Linked DNA regions of Rattus norvegicus: region 1 is linked to region 2. Evidence: chromatin contacts called from public Hi-C data. All regions are on one chromosome and are shown on one strand. The core of a region is the stretch at or near the end of the contact, and the rest is flanking DNA. Distances in the headings are between cores, read along the strand shown. Region 1 has its middle 640 kb from the start of Lmo4. Region 2 has its middle 520 kb from the start of Pkn2.

Region 1 (2,821 bases), core at 250-2,749, 220 kb after region 2:
TTACTACAGCTAAAGTCTAAAGTGTCGTTCTCTTTCACCAAATTCAGAAGAGAAAGAACATGCTTTGTACAGGGATACACAGAAGCACTCCAGGGCAGTGCAGGCATAAACCCAGGGACAAGTGACCAGCTTAATCTAGACACCCTGCCCTGCTTTGAGACTTTCCTTTTTACAGAGAGAAAGAGACAGAGGAAGGAGAATAAAGCAAACCTGAGTGAGGGCTGGTTGGTTTAGGATTATTGAACTTGGAAAATCAGGATGAGTCCGTGGACAGAAGAAATAGTTAACGTGTACCATTAACTCCCAAGCTGAGCATTAGCCATTGCCTAGGAGTCTGTAGGGTTCCCTTCCTTCTGCTGTGGAACTGACTGACTGGGTTCTGCAGGCAGGGAAGGGGAGCTACAGCAAAGAGAAACACTTACCATTTGCTCCTCCAAACACATTCTGTAGGAAGGCGTGGGATTTCACAGCAGTGAGAGCAAAACTATTCCCAGCGGTACCATATGCTCCCCACCATCAGGAGCGGCCGCACTGGTCACTGCGCTTGGCAGGCGAACCAACTGAGTGGAAGTTCTGAAGATCACAGTGGAGTAAAATCTTCAATCTGTTCCACAGGCAGAAATCAAAGGGAAAAATAATTCTGTACAGATCCTCTGTGTTTCATAGGTACATGAACACACACACACACACACACACACGTCTGTGTGTGTGTGTGTGTGTGTGTGTGTGTGTGTGTGTGTGTGGACAAGGGCATGCATATGTGTTCTTTCTAAAATGGTTAAGAAGATACAAAGGCAGGGAGTTTATCTTGCAGATTGCCCCATGGAGACATAAGGTCACACTCTGAGTGCCAAGAGAAAAATCTTAGAACATAGAATGTGGAGAAGGGTTATTTTTGGATTAAACTCCATGTTTTCAGTGGCTTTTCTCCCCCCTCTGAGGAAAAAAAATGTAAGATTGAGAAGAATTTCGCAAATGCCAAGACCATTTAATAGCAGAATTACAGCCGACGATAAATGCAGCGCTCTTAAAGCTTGTCCTTTCTCTGTTATTAACTTTGTTCTTTTGGTTGTGCCAGAGAAAGCACAAGAGATAGAAATTGGCAGAAATATGGATCTGAAGAACAGAAATTCAACTCAAATGAAAATACCGTGAAAACCTCTAGTTAAAATAAAGTCTTTTGTTTAATAGCATAACTTTCACCATCGAGAAAAGGGTTATTTGAATCAAAAGTAAAATTTAGGACAGTCTGTTATCTAATCATTATTAATTCTGCATGCACATGGGGAATTTTCTATTTCCAAAGTGGTTCACGATCATTAGTTAATCCACTCAGCATGCTTGGTCTAAATTGTTCTATGCACTTAACAGATAAGAAGGGTTGCGTCTGATGTACAGGCAGCAGGACACGCCGAGTGATGGACTGCTAACCCAGAGTGGGCCCTCCTCATCTTAACCACTCGCTTGGTTACTTTACTCTGGGCACCAGGCCTGTACCCACAGGACTTTCAGACAAGGACTCCATTTGTTTGAAAAATAAGCACATGTTACATAAAATCTCCAACAATCAATTGAAGGCTCCAAGTTTTGATTTTCCAGTGACTCTTCTTAATATCATGTAGTCTCTCAGTTTCCCTTATGGGTAAAGCACTTCTTTTAAAGGGCTAGTCTTTCTATAAACATGGCGACGAAGAGTCAACATCATAGTAAAAATAGATGTAGACGCCCTTCACTGTGCTGTCCGGAGGGCTTCAATGCCTTGGGATCAGTCTCCTCCCATCCTATCTTCCCCTCCCTGTCCTATCTCCTCCCACCTCCCATCCTCTTCCCTCTGATCCCTTCTGCACTTTCCCCCCATTTCAGTTCCTTTTCCTTTCTGTCATAAAGGCCATCACTACACTCATCTGTGCTCTTACATAGTTTGCCAGTTTCACTTTCCCACTCAAAGAGGAGACTCCTCTCGGCATGATGTAAATGTCCCATGAGCTGCTCACACAGGAACCAAATGCCAGTGGCCGGCAAAGCTGTCCACATCCGGCTTGAGTTAAAATGGCCAGTTTCCCTTTGTTTTCATTTGTTTGTACCCGCTCTAGCCAAACAAATTAATTTGTGGTTCAGATAATATATGCCATATGTTTAATTAGCCGTTACATGGAGTATAAAGAGGCTAAGCTTTGAAACCGGATGCTACTCTTCTTCTAGTTTCTTGGTTTTTAAAACTCACATTTGGGGGTTGTGTTTATTTGTTTGTTTGTTTAGTTCTCCTAATAATAAAATTATCTAGCGGTTTCGATCTTTACATTTTTCTTTTAATACTAAGGAATTCATTACCTCTGCAGATTTAATTCAGCCCAAGATGCATAACATACTCATTATTCAATAAACAGATACTTAAGCAAACTAGCATGAAGGAGTTACCTCTTATTTTTCAATTGTGTTTAAGTGTTCATAAATTCCCAGTGTCTTCCTGAATAGTTGGCTTGGTGAGATTTCAATGTCTTGAAAGATACCTAATATTTGTCTTTAATATGTTGTCTTGCTGTCAAAAGGAATCAGTCCTGGAGAAAATCTGACGGACTCTGAGAAACAACATCCTCTGAAATGCCTCAGCAGAGGACATGGTGATTCACTGTGGCGTCAGGAGAAGACATGACGAAGCCCAGGCCTCCGATGGTGCCAGTGCCTGCCTCTGCAGTGAAAAGCATTCAGGTTACATAGAGTGATAATCTGGCTGGAGGAAGGGAGCCGGCTAGGTCTGCCTGGAGTGTCTGGCTGCCGGTTGGCAGAAGGAGCCCTTTCTTCACCTTGGATCTGCCAGGCT
Region 2 (2,944 bases), core at 415-2,914:
ACATTTTCTGATATATTCGTCCCCAAACCAACACACCCCAAGAAAGAGGGAGCAAACTGACTAATTTCTGAAACAAAAGACCCTTGTGTTAAAATGTTAGGGGAGGTGAAGTTAGGCTTAAAGATGGTGGCTTTCTTGGTGAATTGTCACTGCTTGGAGTATTTGTTATTCTGTGCTCCACCAGCTCTTTCAGAAAGAGGGGAAGCAAAATTGTGTTTAATGAATGCAGCTCACAGTTGAAAGAGTGTCGGGCATGGCATTGGGAAATCAGAAAATAATGTCTGATGATAGCTAATGTTGATTGAGTAGTTCTTAAGTGCTAAGGGTGTACTGTGGTTTGACTGAGAATGGCCGCATAGGCTCATATATTTAAATGTTTAGTCACCAGTTAGTAAAAGTGTTTGAGAACGATTAGGAGGTGTGGCCTTGTTAGGGTAGATGTTGCCATGTTGAGGATGTATGTCACTGGGGATGGGCTTCATGTTTTCAAAAGCCCATGCCCAGACGCAGCATCGTGTTCTGCAGTCTATGTATCAGGATGCAAAATTCTCAGCTATTGCTTTCGTGCCAGGCCTGTCTGCTTCCTACCATGATGATCATGGACTAAACTTTCAAAGCTGCAAGCAAAGACCCAATTCAATTCTTTCTTTTATAGGAGTTGCCTTGATTATGGTATCTCTTCACAGCTACAGAAAGTAACTAATACTGCATGTTACTATGTCCCTGCTTATACATCCCAATTTCATTACTCTTAGCCATCTTTCAAATGTCTGCTAACAGGTCTCTGTAGTTCTCAGCCGAGTAACATTGGTTATTAGAGGTAAATTGCCTATGGCTTCTGTCTCAGTCACTGTTTCATTGCTGTGAAGAGATACCATGACCAAGGCCAACTCTTAAACTATAAACCATTTAATTGGGAGCTTGCTTACAGTTTAAGAGGGTTAAGAGGGTTAATCTATTATTGTCAGGGTAGGGAATGTGGCAGCAAACATAGCATTAAAGGCAGCAAGCATGACAATGGAGTAGTATCTGAAAGATACATTTTAATCTAGAGAGAGAGAGAGAGAGAGAGAGAGAGAGGCAGGGAGGGAGAAGGAGAAGGAGAGAGAGAGAGAGAGAGAGAGAGAGAGAGAGAGAGAGAGAGAGAGAATGCACCTGGCATGGGATTAAACCTCAAAAGCCCACTCCTAGTAACACATTTCTTCCAACAAAGCCACATATCCTAATCCTTCTAATCCTTCTCAAACAGTGCCACTTCCTGATAAGTAGGGCCTGTTAGCCATTTTTATTCAAACCTCCATAGCTGGTAAGTTACTGACACTTCCAATTGTAAGATTTTCTAGTGCAAAGCTCAGATTCTTTACTTTGAATGCTTAGATTGTAAGAGGGTGATCCCACTGAATTATACAACTCCGGGAAATGGGGAACTAGCAAACAATCTTGCAAACTAAATTTATGACCTTTCAAGGTATGATGATGAAAGACCATCATATGCTGCCAATTATCCCACCATAAGAAACAAGCCATACCAACTAGTAGGTGGACCTTGGTTCTCATTGTTTCTGCTTTCCTGCTGTGAGGCAAGGGTAATAATGAGAAAGGTAGGTGTGTTTCCCTGTTCTTTCTTTACTTACACATTTCATCCTAAAGTAATGTACTATAATCCATCACTTCTGTGGGCTCTAAGAGGAGAACTGCTTTGGAAGATGGAGAGAAGCAGCCTTGGGGAAAGACAGAAACTCAAGACTTCTCCTGTGGAAATGCATTGGCACTGTGAAGCTTGCCCCAGAGATTTCTAGGACTTTCTCAGGATCGTTTGGAAGATGTGAATGATTTTTGCCTCCACATTTTCAAGGAATGTGTTCTTAACTACAAGTCCTCAAAACAGATCTTAAATCACTTGCCCTTTCTTGGAATTGGGTGCAGAAGTGACCTTATTCTCTCCTTTGCACTGTGATTGTCAGAGGCCTAATTTTCTTTGTTCTGTGTTTTCTGGCATTTGGAAAACCTACCTCAAAAAGTTTCTGAAATCATCATCTTTGCCTGGCGCTTGATGTCAGCTGGTGGTTCTGTGAAATGTGTGGGCAGAAAGACAGAGGAGGGAATAGAGTAGCTGGAATAGCAGCTGCCTGCACGATGCCTACAGCTGATGCTGGAGCATCTTAAGACATGCTGGTGGATATTTTAAAACCACAGGTGTAATTTGCCCGGAAATTTAAAGGAATGGGGTATCATAAAGTGGCTGCTGGTGGGTTCTTTCTGAGCTTGGTTCCTGTATGCAGGTAGAGGTGAGAAGAGCTGGGTCTACTTTCTTGAGCATCTGGGATGGATCCTGTAGGATCTCAAGAAAAACTTTTGAATGTTTTGAATGTTTGTTCACCAGTGGCTGAACAAGAAATGCACTGACTTTTACTTATGTCTGTGAAAATCACACACTTCCTTGGTTTAGTTCTGAGGTGGAATATAAGGCTTCACACATTCATAGACTCGAAACCACTTTTAGAATTGAAAGGAGTTTCCTGTGGCCAGTCTTTCCCTCTTTTAACAAGGGTCTGAAATGACATCCATGAGGTCTTATTTAATGAAACAAAATATGTATGCTAAAGAGAACCAGCCTCCAAAAGTTGTCCGAAATTCTCAACTCAAACATCACTCAATGTTCTTTTTCTGGCACTTATCCCCAAATATATATGTGTCCTTATAAATTATATATGTACTACTGCATGCATGTGCTGGTACCTAACATAATATGTATAAGTAGTTCAACTATCAGGAATAAACTAAGGAAAACTACTCTAAATAACAACATAAGGTTTTCCTTCCTCTCACGCAAATTACTATTATGATCAGGATTTGTTCTCATTTGATTTTTTTTTTACCATGTTGCTTTAATACTTTGTGATCCAACGTCTGGTTCTACATTCTTATTTTAAATTTTAGTTTA

Evidence for each region. Hi-C and Micro-C count contacts between places; a contact is called where the count stands out from the background.
Region 1: a contact with region 2 is called in a Hi-C map of frontal cortex, with 2.2 times the contacts expected there. The contact joins two enhancer-like sites. A contact is called at or near these places in 2 of 12 Hi-C or Micro-C datasets (Schwann cells and frontal cortex).

Annotation. Positions count from the first base shown.
Region 1 is chr2:235,296,137-235,298,957 of GRCr8, forward strand. No RefSeq gene overlaps it. Among named protein-coding and RNA genes, the nearest start is that of Lmo4, 640 kb to the right of the region's middle. Within about 2 kb of position 1,500, at least 22 of the 93 cell types and tissues checked have an H3K27ac peak or open chromatin away from gene starts, as enhancers often do.
Region 2 is chr2:235,074,622-235,077,565 of GRCr8, forward strand. No RefSeq gene overlaps it. Among named protein-coding and RNA genes, the nearest start is that of Pkn2, 520 kb to the left of the region's middle. Within about 2 kb of position 1,665, at least 4 of the 93 cell types and tissues checked have an H3K27ac peak or open chromatin away from gene starts, as enhancers often do.